Linked DNA regions of Gossypium hirsutum: region 1 is linked to region 2. Evidence: chromatin contacts called from public Hi-C data. All regions are on one chromosome and are shown on one strand. Each heading gives the region's core, a stretch centred on a gene start, on an enhancer-like site or on the middle of the called end of the contact. The rest is flanking DNA. Distances are from core to core; before and after follow the strand shown.

Region 1 (4,158 bases), core at 1,638-4,137, 88 kb after region 2:
CCAGTTTAATAATTGTCTTTCAATTTGGCCATTTTTGGCTTGTTTTCGACCGGTTGCATCCTTTGGCTTTATTTATTCAGTTATTATTTTTTCCGCGCCCCGGCCAAAATTGGTCTATTACAATCACAACCGCAAAGTGCCAAAAGTAAAATCAGTGGAGATATTCTTGCCAATCTACCATTGTTTAGTGAGATTTTTACATTTTTAGGTTAAAATGTGTCATGGGTTTTTTATGGTAAATAATATAATATTTCCTTAAAATATAATAGGGTTGACAATGTATTTTTTTATTTTTTTGATATTTTATTACGATCTTATAGGATATTTGTCAACTTACTGATCCTACTTGTAGAGTCAACTTCACTCGCAATGTACTAATTTTTTTCCAATTATAATATTATATTTTGTATTTTTCGTAACATATAATATTTTTTTAATTATAGTTATATTTAATTATATGTATTCGAGGATTAAATTGATAGAATTTGTAAATATGGAGGGTTAAATTTATTGAATTATTTAAAATTAAGATCAAATTGATAGAATGTGTAAGTATTGAAGACTAAGTGTGTTATTATAACAGAAAGTGACCAGAACAGAAATGATCTAAAACGCTAGTGACTAAATTGAATATTTTTTATAATTTGGTGATCAAAATAGAAATATGTTAATAGTTGAGTGAATAATGGTATAATTTATCTTTTTTAAATAGAAGTGAACATTTATGTTACAATGGTGGAAAAAGTTTACAAATACAAATATTATCGAACCCTAAACTTTATGCCAATCAACTTGAAAATCACACAAATTATTACTCAACTAATAACGTGATTGACAATTAAAAGAATAATTTTATATATAATTAGTGGAGATTTTAAACACCACAAACAAAATCAAAATGAGCATGTGAATAAATGCAATATACTACTTCTAATGAAGATTATAAAATAATTATCCTTTCTCCTTTGCTATTACTATATATAAACTTTCATACTATCAATATCTCTTCTAATCTTAATTGAGTTAACTGAATGTTAATTAGTTGGAAAAATTAGAAGATTATTTTTTTCTTTTATTTTTCATAAAATTAATGAAAAAATTGTATATAGTGAGATTTAAATTCATGGTATTAATATTTATAAAATTTTAATTTTATTGCTTTAATTTTAATATAAATTTTAATATTTTATACCATTTTTTCCATCCCATTGTTTGTATATTTATCTCTACTACTAAGTTTAAACTTTTGATTAAGTTGATGATAAAACAATAGAGACATAATGAATAGGATCGAGTTCAAGTTATTCGAAGCAAAAGAAAATTGAATCAAAGAGAGAAACCCTATCTTGGTGGCTAGGCAACCTAAAATTGAACAAGAAGATAAAGTATTAAAAATGTTTTTAATGAACATAATCAAGATAAATAAAGATATAGAGAAGATGGAAAAAGATAGGATGAAAGATGATAAAATGACAATGTCCTATTAAACGATTTGAAGAAAGAACCTTTAATAAGCTTTACAAATGGTTTTAACCAACTCTCTAAAGTCAAACCCTAGTAAATTGAGGGTGAAAGTTTCCCAGGACTTCAAAGAAAAAAACCAAGAAATGTAACATCCTAAATTTTTCGAAGTCAAAATTCGTATTGTATAAGTGATCAAGAAAATAAAATTCAAGTACGGTGTTAGATAAATGCGAATTGTTTATTAATTAAATAATAATATAACGGCTTGATTTTCGCCAGTGTTAAAAAAATTCGAGTTCGGGGCTGAATTATTAAGTCAAGCTAAACCAAAAATATTATTCGAGGAGCTCATGTGGTATATATGAAATTATAAGACCAAATTGCCAAGTGATAAAATTGGATAAATTGTAGTGCAGGGGCTAGATTGAAAAGATAAGTAATCACTTATCAAGGATTAATTGGTGAAGAGAGGGAATTGTAACTTTTTTAATTAAGTGATAAAAATGAAAATTTACCCATAGTTTAGTGACTAATGGTGTAATTTACTCAAATTTTTATAATTTCTTTTATAAGTTATAAAAATTAATTAAACTCGTAAAATAATTAAAAATCAATTAAACCTTCCATTTGTCAACATTTTTCATGTGAAATACTATTTCATCTGCCATGTCATTATTGTTTCGACACCACCACCACATCTTCACTCAATCGATTACTATCTTTAAATTAAAAACTCAATCGATTGCAAATTTTAATTAAGAGTTTAATTAATTTTTTAATTATTTATAAAAACATTCTAAATATTTAAGCATATTTTATATTATTTTATAAATTTCTTGATAATCTATTTTATTTAATTCATTATATCGAATTTAGTAGAATTAATAAAAAAGAAAGATAAACAAAAATAATCAAAACTAAAAAATATAGTTGAACATAAATAAAACCATAACTACATGAGATAGCATTTTTAGTGGAGAAAGAAAATAATTAATATAATTTATAGTAATTAGATTTAAAGTCATCACAACTATTCAATCTTTTTAATGCAAAATTTTTTATGCTAAATTTGTGAGTAAATGTGATCAAAATAAGTTATTAGATTTATTCAATTCTTTCGTAATTAAATTGTCGACACTAAAACTGCAAACAATTGTGATAATAATAAACGATTGTATATATATATATATATATTGACCAATAATCTTTATTCTAGAAGTAAATTCATGTCAAAAAAAAAGTAATCATAATAATTAATTTTGTTGTGATAAAAGAATATTTGTTGATATGAACTTGCTCAATTTCATTGCCAGCATTATTCCTGCAGATATTTAGTAAAGTTTTGTACTCTACTTAGAGCTGCCCACCACACCTTCCAACTATACCCACTTGGATTGGATTGGGTTGGGTTGGGAACAACTCCTTTATAATGCATATCATGATTCCTATGCTTCTACAAGTGCCATAGTACAAGACACAGGATCCCAACATATAGCCACTCTAGGATCCATTATCTTATATCTCTAATTGAATCCATATTCCAAGTCTTCCATATTGGGTTCGTGAGCCAATCTACCATACACCCCTCCCAAACATATATGTTGGAGAAATAATTGAGTTTACCCAAAATACAAACATTAATATTATCCCACCAATTTGAATGTCGAGTTCTTACAAACATTAATATTATCCCACCAATTTGAATGTCGAGTTCTTACTTTTATATATATATATATATAAATAATCTCTTGGCTCAATCACAACAACTATATGTTGTAGATATAAAAATTTAGGTTAATACATTTTCCTCTAATTTCTTTATGATGGTGCGGATAAAATTTTTTTAGAATTTTTTTTTAATTTTTCATGTTTATTTTAGAGTTTATATTCGAGATTTGTCGTTGCCTCTTTCAACAATATTCTCTCATCAATACCGTAATATGATTTATCATTGTACTCAGCATTTGTTAATAATTTTAAAATTCATGTACAAATCAAGTTAGCTTGAATTAATTTAGTAGTTGGTTTCATTATTATAATATAAAAATTTTTTAATAACTTGATAGATTATATAATTAAATGTTATTAGCATAAATTACATCTAAAGTCACTCTAAAATAGGGTTTATCCTATTTTGATCACTCTAATTTTTTCTCAATTTAGTCACTTTAATTAAAATAATTGTTCGAACTAGTCACCACTATTAAAAATTTCGTTAATCCACTAACGAATTGTTGGCGTGGCACATTAACCAATTAAATGATGACACGTGGTAATTTTTTTTATTTTTGACTAAACCTTAAACACCTTTATGTAATTATTCCAAAACTTTCTTTTTTTCTTTGTCTTCTTTGTCGTCATCTTGCCACTCCCTGTTCAAACTCTCTCAGAACTTACAATCAATCTCCGCCACCCCATCTGACTCCCTTCTTTATTCATATAAAGAAGCAAACACCCTCCTTCAAAATAAAATGTATATGATGACATTCCTGTTAAAAGCTTCAAACAATATTTCATCATATATCGACAAATCCCGTGCCTTTAGTTCCATAATATTTGAATCCATTTGTTAAAAAAAAAAAAAAGCTCTCTAAAACATTTACTTACTTCCTCAAGCTCTGAAGATTGGATCAATGGGTATATTAGTTGTTGATTTTGTGATTTCAACTTGCTTGAGATGAAATGTGGGGGAAA
Region 2 (4,112 bases), core at 514-3,013:
AGTCTTTTTGGTCCGACAAGTAGTTCAATCTATGTATTTAAATGTTTCATTTCTAATTTTTTAGATTTAATATATAAGTTGGCATTTGAATTTGATACTTTTTAACGTAGTATTTGTATTTTTTATATCAAATGTGGTACATGTATTTGACAAAAGTTATACATTTTGGCACATATATATGAAGGTAACAATGTTAACATTTTTGTGTTTAATTCAAGTTTTAGAATTAATTTGATGAAAATTTATAATTAGTTAATAATATTATCAATCAACTCTAAAACTTGAATTACATCACATTGTTTGAATTGTATTTGATGAATTAAACGCATAATTAACAAATACACTGTTAACACTAAATTTATTCTATTAACAAAATCACGAAAAATTCAAACCTAATAATATTGACAATTAATTTTCATCAAATCGACTGTAATGGTAAAGTACATTACATTTCAAAGGGGAAAACCGAAGTTCAATCCTTAGAGACAACATTGTTGGGAGGGATAACCACAAACCCTGAATAGAGGAGCTCATGGGTCGAGCTATGCCTAAGCATGATATTAATATAATTTATGATTGTCTAAGCTCGACTCGACCTCAAATATGGGCCTAAAATTTTACTCAAACCCATTCATATTTGTAAAATACTAATCCAAGCCTATTTAGGCCCGCCCATATTATTTTTATTTTTTAAAAATATTTATGTTATTTAAATTTAATATTTAATAGTTTTATATATTTTTATTTATTAAATTTTTTTATATAACTATCCTCGCATTATTTTAATGTTTATATTAGAGTAATATTATATATTCACTATAAGTTTATTTTTTAAAAGTGTTATAAATTTCATAATATATAAACATAACATAGTATAAAGTATTATAAACTTAAAAATGGGTTGGGCTGGGCTTGAGTCTTGAATGTTCAAGCCCAAGTTCAGCCTATATTTTAAATGGGCTTAATTTTTGCCCAAGTTCATTTTTCGAGCTTAATATTTTTACCCAAACCTTCTCAAATTTCGAGTGAGCCTTTAAGCCTAACAAATAGCTCAACCGATAAATAAATCTAACACTGAAAATCAACCAAGATGAGTGATAGTAAAAGAAATAAAATTTTAAAACCACATTTTTTCATGAATTGAATATTTTTCCAAGTGCAATGTAAATAGTAGGTCACAAGCAAAGAATGTAGCAAAGTTTTCTTCTGGATTGTCATCAACCATAAATATGTCTGACTAATGGTCTCTCGATTACAAATATTAATACACATAGTAATATCATGCGAGGCCTGGGGTTGTTTGAGAGTGCTGTTTAAAATAAGATAGGTCTAAAAAAAATATTTTTTAATTTTTCATATAGAAATTTTTTTAGATTAAAATAAAATAATAAAATTTTTAATTTTTTACTATAAATGTTTTATCTTTTAAGGTCTTAAAATTTTTTAAACTTTTATTGCATTACATTATATATATATTTAAAGGGGTCTAATTTATTGTGTCATCTAGGTCCAAAAATGCCAAGAGCCGATTTGTGAATAGTAATAAAACAATATTTAAAAATTAATTAATTAAATGATAAGAATCCCTGTTTGTTGGGTTCCCAGAAAGAAACAATGGGCCAAGTCGGAAGAAAATTGAGGCGTAAGGAAACATAAAGCGACAGGAGAGTCTGGCAACAGTACTAAAAAGGAAATTCCACGCCTGTTATTTGTAATTAGCTGCAAAAAGATTCATGTTCCGCGTTTTCCGGGTTGGAACCGGTATATCGTAATTCTTATATATAATCAAAGATCAAATACCTGGAGAGACCAGAGAAAAAAACCCTACCTATCTCAATTATCGAAAATGAACCGGAATTTAATCGAAAGGGAGCGGAGATCCAACATGAGACATCTCTTTTCCAGGCTTTTTTCTCTCCTTCCTCCTCCCACCACTCGAGTATGTTGTTGTTAAGTCCTCCTCCTCCTCCTTCTTAGTTCAGTTAAGTCTGGATTCATGTTTCTAGTGTGATTTTTTCTCTTTGTTTGAACATGGGTTTCGTTGTTGTTGTTTTTTTTTTGCATTTGTAGAGGTCGGCGATTCCCGACAGATTGGAGCAAGCCACTGTGTATATAAACCAGATTCGAACACGTTTAGAGGGACTTAACCAAAGGAGGTTGCAACTTGAAGAGGGTAACATAGGGACAAGTAGAAGGAGGACGATGATGTCCCCAGTTATAAACATATCAGAATATTCACATGTTTCTGGTATGGAAATAAATCTAAGTGCGGAATCCGAGTTGAATCTTTCGTTGAATGAGATTATCAGAATCATTCAAGAAGAAGGAGCTGAAGTTCTAACCCTTACGTATAGTAATGGAAGCAATAGGAACATCCTTACCATTCATTGTGAGGTAAATCTCTAATATTTCCATTTTCCTTCAAATATATATGAGAGACACTCACATTAATTTTACACATTTCGTAATATGGAATTGATTCAAAACTTTGTGTGCATAAAATATAGATAAATTCAATAATAAAATTGTTAATACATTAATGAAAAAAATGTAAACTGGTTTCTACCTTTTAGAACCAGAGATCCGACTATAATGCATTTGCTTCATTTTGTATATCTAGAATGTTGGTAAGTAATAACCTTAATTTTGAAAGAATAAGTAGATTCGACAAAGCTTTACTCATGGATATATATATATATATTATTCACTATATTCATCAAAATAAAATGGTGTTGAACGTATTCATCAATTTTTTTCATCTAATATAAATGTTTTAGTTCATATATATATATTGCTTTTAATTAATGCTAAAACCTTGGCATTCTTGGTTTTTCTACAGGCTGCAATCACTTATATAAATGGAATCAGTTATATAAATGGAATTGATCGTTCAAGATTGCTTCAGAGATTGAGGATTGTGATTGAAGAATAAAGTTCTCATTGAATTAGCTATTTTCTACCAGCAAAAAAAATCTTTATTATTGTTACAAAGAATTATATCATGTGTGAGTATATAAATCACGTATTTAGAATAAAAGTGTGTCGTTCAAATAATTCTAAAAAAAATAGTTTATAACTAATAATAATAACATGTATGCATTATAAACTAAATTAAAATAAAATAAATTAGTTTAAATTGTAAGTAAAAAGAAACTTAAATTGGTAAATAAATATGATTAATAATATTAAATGCACTCCAATTATTTATTATGGTATGGTCATTTTTCTTGAATTTGTTTTGAGTTTACTTGTGACTCAATATATACAAACAATGTAGGAGAAACAATTTGTGTAAAACACTGGAACGTATAAAAATATCAAAAAAAGTTTTGGATGAAGTCAAAAAATTCTTTGTATATACATTCGAACCACTATTGGTCACATTTCTCTTTACCGAGAAATCGAAGAAGCTATACAAGGGTTTTTTCCGGCCTACTCATATGATACCCAATCATATGGTATCTAAGCTAAAAAATTCTATGACACCAATATGAATTCGAGTCTCTTTAGTTCAACTAGGACCCCAGTTCCTAACCCGACTTTCTACCAAAATCAAGATCGAGAAACAGAAGTTTTCCAATCATTGACTCAAACCTATTGACGAAGTCTACTCAGCAGAATAAGGGGGTATTTATGGCAGAACAGGCCAATATGGTATTTCACAATAAAGTGATAGATGGAACTGCCATTAAACGGCTTATTAGCAGATTAATAGATCACTTCCGAATGACATATACATCACACTATCCTGGATCAAGTAAAAGCTCTGGGTTTCATAAAAAAAAATATTTTATAGATGCTGGTAGCATGGGTTCAAATCTCACTATATGCAAAATTTTTACTGTTTTTTATTTAAAATGTAAAAAGACAAAATTACACTTATAATAATGTAATTTATTTTTACATGAAAGGTATTTTTATAATTTCGTTTATCAAATTAGTGACTGATTAATTTGTGGCATCAATTGAAGTTTAAATAAGAATATAGATTATTATTATTATTATTATTATTATTATTATTATTATGACACAGGGGAGAAGTTAGAAAATTTTTTTGGGAGGGTCGGATGAAATTTTAATTTTTTATGGTTTATATCTTTATAATTTATAAA

The links. A called contact is a pair of places that touch in the nucleus more often than the background predicts.
Region 1: a Hi-C map of hypocotyl shows a contact between it and region 2, with 2.5 times the contacts expected there. The contact joins the enhancer-like site here to the promoter of LOC107961193 in region 2. A contact is called at or near these places in 7 of 34 Hi-C or Micro-C datasets (callus, hypocotyl, leaf and 1 more).

The regions. Positions count from the first base shown.
Region 1 is chrA05:40,034,509-40,038,666 of Gossypium_hirsutum_v2.1, forward strand. No RefSeq gene overlaps it. Among protein-coding and RNA genes, the nearest start is that of LOC107961194, 32 kb to the right of the region's middle. Within about 2 kb of position 2,888, at least 3 of the 9 cell types and tissues checked have an H3K27ac peak or open chromatin away from gene starts, as enhancers often do. A contact at or near this core is called in hypocotyl and leaf, where this site is marked.
Region 2 is chrA05:39,947,511-39,951,622 of Gossypium_hirsutum_v2.1, forward strand. It overlaps LOC107961193 (transcription factor bHLH162), which reads left to right and starts at 1,764. Exons shown (of 3, transcript XM_016897399.2): 1 at 1,764-1,939; 2 at 2,071-2,394; 3 at 2,840-3,039. The coding sequence starts at 1,847. The coding sequence ends at 2,932.